Linked DNA regions of Mus musculus: regions 1 and 3 are each linked to region 2. Evidence: chromatin contacts called from public Hi-C data. All regions are on one chromosome and are shown on one strand. Each heading gives the region's core, a stretch centred on a gene start, on an enhancer-like site or on the middle of the called end of the contact. The rest is flanking DNA. Distances are from core to core; before and after follow the strand shown.

Region 1 (4,566 bases), core at 970-3,469, 190 kb after region 2:
CTCAAAACTGTAAAGATGCAATGTATCCCAGACTCCATAAACACAATGCAATTCTAAACTGAAGAGATCCTACCCCACTCCCCACCCGCACTACTCAGTTTCCCTTCATGCGTAGTACACAGTCAGACAGGCTGTATTTACCGTGCCTGAGGAGGAAGTAAGAGTACTCTTGAATAACTGAGCCAGGAGGGGAAGAATTCGTCTAAGTGCTTGTAAAGAATTACTATATAGTATGTTAACTGAACCACTGGTGTGTAATTCTAGGATGAAATAGATCAGAGAGGATTATAACATATGTGGATGACGGCAGAGAGGACATTTCAGTGCAAAACATGGACTTTAAAAATGGAGCTGAAGGGCCTGGAGATAAAACCTAGTGGCAGTGTATCTGTCTAGGATATCCAAGGCCCTAGCTTCAATCAACACTCATCATACACACACACCATGCACACACCACGCACACACACACACACACACACACACACACACACACACACACACAACACATACAGGCACACACACAAACACACACACACACACACACACACACACACACACACACCACATTCTGTTCATAAAGAAAACAGTTCAAATTTGGTCTCCTCTTAAGAACTTACATGAAAATTCTGGTGAATTAAAAACTTTAGGGGGGAAATTAATAGTGACATTTTAAGAAATACATACATACATACATACATACATACATACATACATACATACATACTGGATCATATCTTTAAAACTGTTAGAAAATCACTTTAGAGTAAGAAGTAAAAGCCAAAGCCACAAAGAAAATAGAGTTAATATCAGCTCCATTAAAATGTAGTGCTTCTTGGGACTGGAACAATCGATGATGGCTCAGCAGTTAAGAGAACTTGATCTTACAGCAAACCTGGGTTCCGTTCCCAGCGCTCACATGGTGGCTTACACCTTCTGTAACTCCAGTTCCAGGGTATTCCACGCCCTCTGCAGGTCTGCACAGGTACTGCATGCACATGGTGCACATACATACACTCTAACACCTAAAATAGGAGTCTCAGTAGAAGAAGATGCATCGAATCCTGCTACAGCTTGGCTTGCCAAGGCAGGTTGATATCCATGGGAGGCCTCCTCTTTTCTGAGGAGAAAGAGAGAGCGTTAGGGAGAGGGGAGGTAAGAGGGAAGGATTGGGAGGAGAAGAGGGAGGAGAAGCTGCCATCTGGATGTGAAGTAAATTAATTAGTTAATTAATAGAAAGAATAAATTAAAAAAAATAAAAATTAAGTGCCTATGAACTAAGTGGGGACACTTATAATCCTAAGACTGAAATAGCTAAGGCAGGAAGATGGCAAGACTGTGGCCAGCCTTAGCTAAACAGCAAGACCCTGCCTCAAAGGGAAAAAAAAGCATTAAAAATAAAAGCAAGACACTAAGGAAGAACTAGATTGTGATTGACACTGAAACCAGGGCAGCAATGTTCTCTGAAAAGGAAGACCCAGGGACTGGATACGTACATGACCAAGTATGTATTGATCAGTGATGTACTGATGAATCACTTCCCTCAGCTAGGCCTCTTGTCTCTCATTGCCCTTCCATATATTTTATTTATTATGTGTCTTTGACTTTGAAAATGTTTTCGCTTACCATGAACTCCCCCCAGATGAATTTCTTCTGGGGAATTCTAGGCCCCTACTAGCATTTGGGAGAGACATGGGAAAGGGTCCAGAATCCTTTCTGTTCTCTCTCCATGGGTGGGAGCAAAGCCTTTCTGTTCTCTCTCCATGGGTGGGAGCAAAGCCTTTCTGTTCTCTCTCCATGGGTAGGAGCAAAGATTGCCTGGCCAGAGCTTTAATGACCCTTCCTGCTCCTCTGTAAGATTTGGACATTTTTAGAAAACAAAAGTATAATATCTATACAACCTGCTGACACTGACAGATATCTATCCCTTTCACCTAAATAAATCCTAGCAGCCCATTTCACACCAGTGTTTTAAGTTAGCAGAACTTAACCCACACAGATATTTGCGAAGATTTTAGAAGCTGCCCTCCAAGGTCATACTGTGCCATCTTGGCTGAGTTTACCCACCCAGACCTCATTCTACTGCCTAGGGACTATGCTGGTGACTCTGACTCCATTTTGTCCCAGTCCTGTGGCTTTTTACTCTTGGTCCAGCTGTCCAGATGTGTGGCCTGAGGGAAGCAGAGATTTCAGTTCCATTTTCCACACTCTCTCCAACACCCTCCTCCCCACAGCCACGTCAAGCCCCAACGGGTGCCAAAAGGCATCAGACTAGCTCCCTCGTGCACCCTCCTCGTCCCAGATACGCAGGAAGAAAGCCAAGGGACGCAGTCGTATGCCTATACTGTGATTCACATTAGTTTAAGCTCGATGGCCGCGTGTCCCTCATTCACACCCTGTCAACCTTAGCATGTTGGATTCCCACCCGGGGGATGTTCCAAAGGACGGAAAAAGCTCTTTAGAGAATTGATGACTGTTTTGCTCTTGGCTGGAACTTGGGATAGAATGGGCATTCCAGAGAGCTGGTCCAAGACACCACCTGATCCCCGAGCCTTTCCCTCCCAGAGTTCAGAATGTTCCTCACGGAGGGACCTCACATTTCACACACTGAAGCTTGAGGACCTTGTTGCTACAACACAACCTCACAAACCATGGCAACTGGACCGGGCCAAACCCAAAGTTGGACTACATACATGGCATAAGAGTCAAGCTGCCTTAATCTTGCATCTTTGGCTCATTTTTCCTAGCCACATCCTAAAACCAAATGGATTGAATTACTAGATGAAAAAATAAATTCTGTCCGTGGGAACCGTTGCTATTGTCGCAGAAAACAAAAAAAGGAGGTGTTTTCCAACCATGCCTAAAAGGAGGTGAAATCACTGTTTATGGGGGGGAGCTTAAATTCTTACCACATGCGGGAAAATGGAGTTGGTTGTTTAATTAGACTGCCTAGTCAAAGCCCTCTGGTTATTTTAAATTGTGTTTTAAAATATCAACTCCAGGGAAACCTTTCTGAAGGGCAATTCAAAAATATGCACTAAAGGCTTTCAAGATGTATATAATTTTACCCTGCCATTCCAAGTCTGGGAATAATCATGATGGTGCCCAGTGATTTACCTGCGTGGGTACTGAATGCTGCGTTACTTTAACAGTGGCATAGAGGTGGGGTGCTCAGATGCCCAACATGGGAAATTGGTCAAATAAGTTACTGTGCAAAGGAAGCTCTTTAGAGCTTAGATAGCCCCCTGGATGTCTCAAAGGCCTCCCGATTAACTGACTCTGCATCCGTTACAATCACTTGTCTAACAGCACCATGAAGAGTACTCACCGTCCAGGTTCTGTGTGAATCACACACTCCCACTAGCTGTGCTTTGCAACCCACCAAGAATTGGTTGTGTTTGTTCCCAAACCTGTTTGTACTGCCTCAGTTTTTACTGTAATTATAGAGCTTAATTAAGCAACATGCACGCCAATGAAATATCACAAAGCTTTCAATTCCCCTATAAATAGATGACAATTTTTAGAAAGATTGGAGAAGTTGAAATGAAAAGAAAAAATTAAAATACAACTTGTTAAATTATATGATCGATAGTGGGCACTAGTGAAATATTATGCATCTCAGTATCACTAAAGCTATCATGGAAAACTCCATTCTCTTAAGCAATTTTCCAAAAGAGTCAAGGGAGAGACCTGAGGTCTGAGAGCCTGTTTAAGTCTTAAATGTCCAGAAAGGAGGTCCCAGGCCTTCTGAGATTATGCCTGAGGTCTTTTCAAGGTTGGGTAAGGGCACTGACTGATGCTATGAGTTCTTATATCCTAGTAGTTGTCTCTTCTCCTTTCAAAGGACAGACACATCATCCTGTAACCATATCTGGGGCCACAGTGTTGACCTGAGTTGAACTTAACTGAGTCAACACTCAGACCTCACTGAGGACATGATAGGACATGACAACTGAACTTGATATTTTTCTTGCAAGTTGCCTTTGGAAATCTTTCAGAGTGACCTCTTACAATGCTGACCATTGGACCTCCATCCAAGGCTCCTGGGTTAACTGTGGACTAGCTGTTCAGGACTCCGAGGCACCTCAGGAGGCTCTGGCCTACAGGAATGTCTGAAACCCACTCTTCAGCCATTTAGTAAGTGAGGTGAGCATTGCCTTCCCTCCTATGGTTAATAGTCCAGGTCCAACTTCACTGAGCTAAGCTCTGATGTTGAGTCTGGCTTTAATTGGCTTTGTAACAGTAACCATGTGACCTGACCACTCTGGACTTCTGTCTTTTTGTCTGCATCCTAAAGAAATGATACTCTCTCAAATTCTTTCCAGCACCAAATATTTCCATGTCTATGTTATGAGAAATGCTTTTTCACTATAACTGTGCCTAAGATCCTACCAGACTTAGTGTGGTTTTTAAATAACTGTGAGATGATTGTAAAGAGGTATGCAGTTCTGTATGTTGTACATGGTGTGTGTGTGTGTGAAAATAAAAATCATTAACTATATAAGGACACGATCCATTTCTATTCTAAGTACCTAAATAGCCAGTCTCTTCTAACCATCACAACAGCAT
Region 2 (4,425 bases), core at 1,852-4,351:
GCATTCTATCTCTGAGCTACACTCTTTATAGCTTCATAGCTTTAAATTCAATTGCATGATATTTAAGATTGATTAGTAAAGTTTGTGTTTTAAACTTTTTGTTCTAAGTAATAAAAAAAAGCTAATAGTGATCAACCAACTACAAGCCATGATTTTCCTTTCTTCTTGGAAGCCACGAAACATTGAAAGCTGAGAGAGAGGGGAAGAGGGAGAGGGGGGAGGGGGAAGGGAAGAGGGAGGAGAGGTGGAGAGGGAGGGGGAGGGGGAGGGAGCGGGAGAGAGCACACTCTTAGCTCTTAGCTTTTGAGCAATTTGAGAATTTTATTTTTTATTTTTTATTTTTTATTTTGAATGTAACATGGTAGAAGGAATGGTGGCCTGGAAGAAAAGCAGCTTCGGCATTTATCTTCCAACTGCTTCTGCCCCAGGTTCCTAGGTGGAGGACTGTCCTGGGGCTGAGCCTGGGGCTAGATCAAGGGAAAAGAGACAGGAAATCTGGGGAAATAACAGAGCTTGTAGAGTACTGCCTATTACATCTGCCCACACACTGATAGATGCCCAATCTAGCGGTGACTCTGCAGCCATGTGTAGTGAGAGGGTCAGCTCTCAATCCTACCTATGAACACAGAACTCCTCCACACGGTTCCAAAACTTCTCAGCCCCAGAAGACTCCACAGACATGTGCTTCAGGTTCTTTTCATCTTCAGATTTTATGTTCATGTCTTGGGTGATATGATCTACAGTGTGCACTATACCATATTCTCCAGAAAGTCTGTGTTAAGAGTTTAAGATACTCAAGCCAGGCGTGGTGGCGCATGCCTTTAATCCCAGCACTCGGGAGGCAGAGGCAGGTGGATTTCTGAGTTTGAGGCCAGCCTGGTCTACAGAGTGAGTTCCAGGATAGCCAGGGCTACACAGAGAAACCCTGTCTTGAAACAAACAAACAAACAAACAAACAAACAAACAAAGAGTTTAAGATGCTCAGAGAAAGCCTAGTCCCTAACACATAAGGGGAGGATCTGAAAGTCTGGAGGAACCAGCTGCCTGAGCTGAGTCTCTTGTCAACACCTTGCTTCACCTTCAGTAAGAACTAAATTCCAGTCCCAGAATTTCTTACCAGTCTCAACACACTACACTGTAAGTTCTTCAATTCCACTTTGATGGAACATGCACACCTCCTCGTCCCCCAGGCTCCCCAGCCCCTTGTCCCCCAGTCCCCCCCCCCCCCATAACACTGTCCTTTGTTACTTGTAAACCTTTGTCTGCCTGGTGAATGCCCTCCTGCCCTTTAGAACTCAGTCACAACATAACAACATCGCCTCCCTCTCCCGCTGGCCCTTTGTCCACCTCCTCCCTGTGCCTTCTTCCACTGTTTCCTGAGCAATCCAATGCCCATGTACATGGAACAACTCCAGTATTGTCACTGTGCGGGGATGCTCTCTTCCAGTTGTCTGTAAATCCAGAGAGCACAGCTTTTTTGACTCCAAACCACAGCGGAGGAAGTAGCAGGCAACAGAACAGTCTCCTTGGACCCTACGCGCAGCACAACATTACAAGGCTAGGATAATCAAGGCCAGGCTTCCTGGTCAAGTTCCTAGTAGCGCTCCTGATTAAAATGCACAATTATGGATGATTCTTTCACACCGTTTAGAAGATGATGTTTTTAAAAAATAAGAAGAAAAAAAAAAGAATAACCAGAGAGTAGGAAGGTTACTAAAAAAATAAACACTATAAAAGAACATAAAAATTCAATAGGGGATTTGAAAAATATTGTTGGAGTAACAGAGAGCAGAGAAGACATTAAACCTGAATGACTTTGTGTGCCCCACACTAGGATAGCTCATTGGCCTGTCTCTGACCCCTGGTAGCCTGAGCTCCTTCATAGCACGGACTGAGTCTCTTCCCTCCATCAGCACTCCAATGTTTGGTACGTAACAGTTGCTGGCACATATCTACTGAAGAAATGAAGGGCAAGCATACGAAGAAGCGAATGCACACGATAGCTGAGCTGGGGTTTGAACGAAGATCGGATATAAGCAGCTTTGGTGTTTTAGGAAAAGACCTCCGCCCAGGAAGGGCCAGGCAAGAGAGGCAGCGGGTTTCCAGCATCCCAACCCGGAGAAGGAAAAGATGGACCTCCAGACAGACATAAGAAGTCTGAGGAAAAGAAGGGAGAGGAGGAAGCTCACATATTGGTTGGTATTTGGGGGACCATTGTTAACAAGTGTATCATCAGTACTTTTCATGATTTCTCTCACAAAGTTACAGGATACCATAATTTAACCATAATGCCATCACCAGGGGGATGTCCCTCTATTTATGGCTTTACTTTCCAAGTTCCAATTGCCTAAAAGGTACCTATGACCCAAAAATATTAAATGGAAAAATCTCAGAAATAAATCATTCATATGATTTAATTTACTTTTTATTATAGCACATTGGTATAATTATTCTATTATTAGTTATTAATATTAATATCTTACTGTGCCTACTTTACACATGAATGTTTATTCTAAGGATGGATGCACAGGAAACAAAGCAGAATATCAATAAAAACTTATGCAAGAGAGGCTACAACATGTATTTCCTGGATGCCAAGGCAAAGCTGTACAGGGATAGCTCTCTGCTCAGAGCTTAGAGACAAAAGGCCGCTCGTGGACCTTTGGATTTGAGGAAAAGAATCTGACTGTGTCTGTGTCTGTGTTGTCTTGATGCTGGGCTACCCTCCCTGGCACAGGAATTCTCAAGCTTCCTGTGAGTCTTGCTTTCCTGGGCCTCACCCAGTCAGGGCTCCCAGACTCTGAAGATCAAGGCTCCAGCGGGATACCAGCTCCCTCTTTCAGATGATGCAGTAGCAGTCCCCCACCCTTGCCCCAAAACCCTGTGTGGGAAAGTAAATAGTCGGGTTTGGGATGTAATGGTTTTCTTCTGTTTTGTGTTACGGGATCTGATGCACACACACACACAATCTGCCCAGAACCTCAAATAATTACAGTGAGACGACTCTGCTTCCTTCTCTTGGCCACAGCAGACAGGCGGGAGCCCAGACAGACACTGCAGAGGGAGAGGGCGCAGTGACTGACGGATGGGAAAGGCGGGGACCAGGAATTAGGGACTGTAAGAGAACCACAAGCTCAGTGTCACGGCGTCGTGGCACTGGGCGGGAGTGGGGGAAAGGCCCTGCCTAGAGGGCCAGGGACTAGCCTCATTTAAAAATCACTTAATAGAAAGACCTGCCAGAAACGATTAAGTGAGGGGAAAGGCAAGCCCAAGGCAACTCACGCACTAGGCTATCATTTCTGTCATGAAGGAGCCGAACAGCCCACATTTGCTGTGTGGCCACCAACAGCACTCGTCTCTGAGGAGGGAATGGTGTGGCGAGGAGGGAGCTGTTTTGGCTTTGTCGGAAAATAAGATAGCAAATTCAACAGACTAGTAAAAACGAAGCAGCTTTTAATATACAGTTCTGCAGAAAGAGACCCCAGTGTGGAGAAAAGGCCAGCGTGGCTTGCAGATTTGGAGGAGGACTCTTTTAGAATGAATACTCTCATCACTCCCGGTCTCTCTTTCCGTGGGTCAAGCCTTGCTCCCTTCTCCAAATCCTCTTTTCATTGGCTTAGTACACAGAGACTCATCCAATGAACAAATTGGGGCTTGGGACTGCCCCCCTTTTCTGATAAAGCTCCAAGCAGATGTTGCCCGATGGTGCCAGGTATGAGCTTTGGGGGGCGGGGGCGGGGGAGGGGCGGGGTCTGGTGTGTCTGGCTCCTCTGTGACTCCAGTAAACCCTAAACTCACCTTCTATTGAAAATGGACCACAATCTGTTTCTTACAGGGGTTACCTATAATTTTGAAAATTTCCAATCCCATGGATTTCACTGGGTAGTGAAAATAGTAAAGCTAAATCAAAGAAATTTAAGGAACAGATAACAATGTGGACGATGTGCCCACTCACTTCCTGTCCATCAGGATTAGACCGGGCCAGTTCATTCTTTGATCTCCGCGACCGTGACCCCCTACATATTAAATGTGGAGTTCACTTTCTGCCATGTGGTGCAAACACAGCCAATTCCACAGTGTATTTGAGCAAGAAAGGCTGACGAGATCGTCTGATCTAATATTTCCAAAGCTGATCGTCTGACCAGCTCTTTCCTGCTAGCCCTACAGTCTTACTTCCGGTCATCACAGACTTCCTGTTTTACAGCATTAATTAAAGACCCTCAATCTTAGAGCTGTTAGGAAAGGAAAAATTGACAGGCTGAGGCGGTGATCATGCAGTCTAGCTCAAGGCCAGAGCATCACTAAAACAGAAGTTTAAGGAAGAAAAGTAGGGGAAGGAGAGGAGGGTAGAGACCTGTGCACACAGCCTGCACAGCGCTTAGTGGGTTTGTGCATATATGTGTCTATGTGAATGTGAAGGTGTGC
Region 3 (4,767 bases), core at 1,802-4,301, 130 kb after region 2:
TGGTAGCTCTAGCTGAACACAGACCTGAGGAATGAACAGCACAGTTCTGCTTAGAAAAGATCAGACATGGAACCACTCATGGGGACTCTTCCCAGCCTCCTGCGCTACAGAATGAGTTCTGCCTTAGGAATTTGAATTAAGAAGCTTCTCAACGGCCTACAGACAAATGTGAGTGTAGGGCTGCATTGTCTCTGCATCCATGATCTGGGGCTGGCCCCAGAAAGACTTTATCCCTATGCTATGGCATAAACCTCAGACTTAGCATTTCAGGAAGTTAGCGCATAGCTCCAGGAAGCATGAGGATTCAAGCCCAAAGTGGGTAAAGCCAGATAATTCCACTGACGGAAGCATCTCTTTTGTCAAACACATATCAAGTTGAGGTTGTTAGCCTTCTGAGACATAGCTTTCTCCACTGAAAGGATCCCTCATTTCTAGTCTCTGAACCATCCAACTCTCTGAGTTCTCCTCACCATACTGCCTGCCTTCTGGTAGACCCAGAAGGAAAATGCAATTAAAAATTATAAAACACAATTTGAATAAACAAAATAAAACACGATACAAATTAAGGCCAGTTCCTGAAGTAAGAAAACAAAAGATCCTGCTCACATATGCTCAAAGCTGTTTCTGATTTACTGACTGAATGGCTCGCTCCAGCAAACGTTTGGACAGCCCATGTGACAGCAGGCATGCTAACACTTTCCAGTCAAGAGCCTTGGAGATTCCTTGGTCAGTCCACACCTGCTGTTCTAACCACACTGGCCACTTTTGGGAGCCTCAGGTTTAAGTTTCCGCAGTCCAAGAAGTGTAGTAACAGCCAGCTTGGGTGCTCAAAGAAAACAGGTTCTGAGGAGAGTCAACTTGGGGCCCAGGTGGCACATTTCCTGCAGTGTCTGTCCCTCCCCCGGGCTTTGCACTTTTGAAGATGACAGGCACTTGGCACTTTCCCCCCTTTTGGATTGTAGCTGTAAGCCTGCAGAGTGTGACCTTCTTAAAATGACGGCAGCATGAATGTGATCCAGGCTTTGAACTTGAGGCCTCTTAGCCTGAAGAGATGATGCATGCTAATATCTTCACCTTCAGAGTTCTACATGTGGCTCCGCAGACATTAATTACTATTATTTGTCTTGCATCTTTATTAGCATATGTTAATTGTACAACGAAGTGAGCTTCATGGCTTTTACATGTATGAATATAATGCATTTTGCTCATATTCCTTCCTTTAGTGGTCTTTCTTATGGCCCCCTTCCCTTATAGCTCCCCCTTTTCACATCCCTGGAGTCCCCCTTTTAATTTCATGTGCTTCTCTTTTTAACTCTCTGCAGTAGATTCTACAGATGGGTGGAAACATTATCCAATCAATAAACGTACTGTGGGCTTAACCAGCCATTCTCAGAGAAGGAAGTACAAACGGCTAATGAATACAAAGCAATGTTTAACACCCTAACCCACCAGGGAAGAGGAAGTCAAAACTGCACTGAGATGCCTTCTCACCCTCGTCTGAATGGCTATGACCAAGAAAACAACAGATGCTGGTTAGGATGTGGGATGAGGAACCCTCACTCACTGCTGGAAGGGATAGACATCAGTACATACAATGCTGTGGGCATCTGCAGGGAGATTTCTCAAAGAAAATTACAAGTAAACGTGTGTATGACCCAGCCATACCCCTCCCCCGCTGAGCATCTACCCGAAGGACCACAGGTCAGCTCACCACAGAGGCACCGGCACACCCATCTTTATACAGCACTGTCCACAATGACCAAATTACAGAATCAGGGTAGGTGGCTAGCCACAGATGAATGGATAACAAAGAATGAATTTATAGCATTTGCAGGGAAAAGGATGAAATTGCATACATTTAAGTGACATCAGCCAGATCTTCAGAACTAGAGAATTCCTCATCGCAGTTCCTTTTGGTTTTTTGTTTGTTTGTTTGTTTGTTTGTTTGACATAGCGTTTGTCTCACCATGTAACCCCTGATGGCCTGGAACTTACTACATAGATCAGGTGAGTCACCATGGTCTTTTGGCCCATGTTTCCAGATTGCTGTGATTAGAGGTGTCTGCCATCATGACTGGCCTAGGAATTAATCATGACAGCTATGACTCAGCATGTTGAATGGACAGTCATTTACTGGACAATGCATTATAAGGTTTTCATTTACTGGAGGAAAGTGAGCAACAACCTTTACCACCACATCACGACTCCCTGCTCCCCGACACACAGCTACTATTCCTCCAGTGGACTGCCAGCCTTCCAGCTTCTTAGCAAAGAACTCATTTCAGCCTCACATGTGGGCCTGCTGCTCTCCCCTCCAGTAACCACTGCAGGATGAACATAGGCAGGTAGGTCATCACAGGTCTTTCTTTTCAACCAGTGTTTGGCAGGTTTTTTTTTTACCCAGCAGGCCAACATGCTGTGCTGGCTCGTTTGTGTCAACTTGACACAAGGTAGAGTCATTTAGGAAGAGAGGACTTCAATTAAGAAAATGCCTCTATCAGACTAACCTGTGGGCAAGCCTGTGGTCTATTTTCTTAGTTAGTGATTGATTGTGGGAGGGCCCAGCCCATCGTGGGTGGGGTTTGCTGGGGAAGGTGGTCCTGGGAGGTATGAGAAAGCAGAATGAGTAAGCTATCAGGAGGTCAGTAAGCAGCACCCTCCGCGCCCTCTCCTTCACTTCTTGCCTTGATTTCTTCAGGGATGGACTGTTACCTGAAAGCAAGATAAATCTTTTTTCTCCCTAAGTTGCTTTTGGTGACTGTGTTTCATCCCAGCAGTAGAAACCCTAAGTAAGATACAGGCAACATAGAAACAACTATAAAAATCCAAGTGGGAACTGGTCTCTCAACCTTTTTTTTCTCAGTTGCTAGTCTTGGTTTTCCTGCTTGGCCACAGACAATGACCTCAGCTATTCAGTGACCTTTCAATTATGTAGCCTCAGTTGTTACATAAATCCACGTTTATGTGTCAACTGTGTTTGTAAACCATGGCACCAGATTCCCAAGTTGCAACTGTGTTCCCTCACGGCTCTGCAACTTTTCAAGGCCTTGACAGTAACTTGGCCCTGACTCTTTCTCAACTCTGCTTGCCAACCTCCGATGACAGCTCAGCTTGGCTGTTGCCACAGCCTTCCCTCTAGCCTCCCTGAGTTGGGCTTCCTGCCCACCAGCTTGCATCTCAGGACAGTCTCTTCCTGGTCCCATCCCTCTCTCAATCAAGATTAGACAATGCATTGTTGGAGCCTATCAAATCCAAACACCCTTGCCCGACTTGTAAAGCTTCCATAGTCTCACTGCACCCATCTCCATTTTCTTCCTCAGAAAGGTCAATCCACTCCCACTGAACCATGAGGCTCTTCTCTCCAGTGGCAGCACTCCTTTCCAGCTGTCATTTCCCACCTCAGATGACCCCTTTCTTGTTTAGGTCCCCAGCTAGTTGTATTTTACCTAACACACAAAAAAAAGCCCAGTTCGAGTCTAAACTCTCTAAACAAATGGTCCCTACCTCTTCACTATGCACTGGTCACTTCTTTCTTTCTTATTGTGTGTACAAATAAACAATGGCATGCATAACAGTCGTGACGAGCCAACTTCTGCTGGACACTTCTTATGTGTCACGCTTTCTTGGGAAAAGCAACTTTATTATTTTTGATTACAGATGGAGAAACACGGGCCCAGGGGAAACAACGCAGCCAGGGTAACACCTGTGAGCTATTTGTTTCTCCCGTGCATTGCTTCATTCGCTCTCCACTGAGAGTGGAGACAAAGCTCAATGTTTCTTACAGAGCTGGGATGAGGCAGTGAGTCTACTATAAGGTATTGGTTCTGCTGGTCATTGATACACGCAAGTGATATACATCTTTTAAAATGCTTACCCGACAGGAGTTGTCTCATTTATCAAATGAGCAAATATCTGCTTTACAAAGAAGTCCTTTGGAGCCCAGAGATGAACAGTTAGTGGGAAACCATAATCTATAAATTCCCCTGTGTTATTTTATACGCTCCACATATGCTTGAAGTGTTTAAGATGGCATTCCATAGAGTTGTCAAGAACTATTAATGGGATTGGGTGGCATTTTAGGAGGGTCACTGGGCAGGGGCAGAGGTCACTGGCCAACATCTTGATTTTCTGATTTTGTTTTTCAAAATTACATGGCAGCAAGATTTTCTAAGAAGCAACCACATTTTTGTAGCACAGTATTAGAGTTTTCTTCATATCTCTTCCAATATATTTTTTTCTTTTAACAATCAAGGGAAGTAGAGAGATAAATTCAAAAAAGACAAATATCACAGTGTAACCATAAAGGAAGGAGGGAAAGGATCGAAGTTTAGATGAACATTTAACATTTATGACAATCACTCGCTTTTGTCCCTATACCTATTCTAGTTAACCGTGTACAAGCAAGAATTCATGAGATTTCCCCTTCTCCTACTTCAAATCAAAGCTTCACTAAAGGCCAAAATCATAGAGGAGAAACATTCTGTTTCAAGATTCTCAGCTTGTCTCAACTGTAGTTTATGAATTCCCAAGAAAACTCATAAGGAACTGGCAGTTGTAAACTGATACATCAGCTGAGAAGACAGATTCCATCCTACTTTGACTGTCTACTGACTAATGTTCCCTTTCACCCATGCTAAGAATTTTTCTAACTGATCAAAAAAGATCAGATGAGGAAAAAGAAAAGCATTTATAGACCTTGTTTCTTTGGTTTTCTTTCTGAAATTTTTTTCATTATTTGTTTTGTGTGTGTGTGTGTGTGTGTGTGTG

The links. Hi-C and Micro-C count contacts between places; a contact is called where the count stands out from the background.
Region 1: a Hi-C map of muscle stem cells shows a contact between it and region 2, with 1.9 times the contacts expected there. The contact joins two enhancer-like sites. A contact is called at or near these places in 3 of 484 Hi-C or Micro-C datasets (CD8 T cells, muscle stem cells and nephron progenitors) and 2 of 115 datasets of contacts at active chromatin or transcription factors (both in embryonic stem cells).
Region 3: a contact with region 2 is called in a Hi-C map of the N1E-115 cell line, with 3 times the contacts expected there. The contact joins two enhancer-like sites. A contact is called at or near these places in 3 of 484 Hi-C or Micro-C datasets (the HL-1 cell line, the N1E-115 cell line and bone marrow-derived macrophages) and 1 of 115 datasets of contacts at active chromatin or transcription factors (pancreatic cancer cells).

The regions. Positions count from the first base shown.
Region 1 is chr12:70,596,329-70,600,894 of GRCm38.p6, reverse strand. All of the region lies in intron 1 of Gm40436 (a long non-coding RNA gene), which reads right to left. Among named protein-coding and RNA genes, the nearest start is that of Gm40436, 8.0 kb to the right of the region's middle. Within about 2 kb of position 2,219, at least 26 of the 459 cell types and tissues checked have an H3K27ac peak or open chromatin away from gene starts, as enhancers often do. A contact at or near this core is called in muscle stem cells, where this site is marked.
Region 2 is chr12:70,782,822-70,787,246 of GRCm38.p6, reverse strand. No RefSeq gene overlaps it. Among named protein-coding and RNA genes, the nearest start is that of Gm51973, 38 kb to the right of the region's middle. Within about 2 kb of position 3,101, at least 27 of the 459 cell types and tissues checked have an H3K27ac peak or open chromatin away from gene starts, as enhancers often do. A contact at or near this core is called in the N1E-115 cell line and muscle stem cells, where this site is marked.
Region 3 is chr12:70,653,040-70,657,806 of GRCm38.p6, reverse strand. No RefSeq gene overlaps it. Among named protein-coding and RNA genes, the nearest start is that of Gm24474, 5.7 kb to the right of the region's middle. Within about 2 kb of position 3,051, at least 44 of the 459 cell types and tissues checked have an H3K27ac peak or open chromatin away from gene starts, as enhancers often do. A contact at or near this core is called in the N1E-115 cell line, where this site is marked.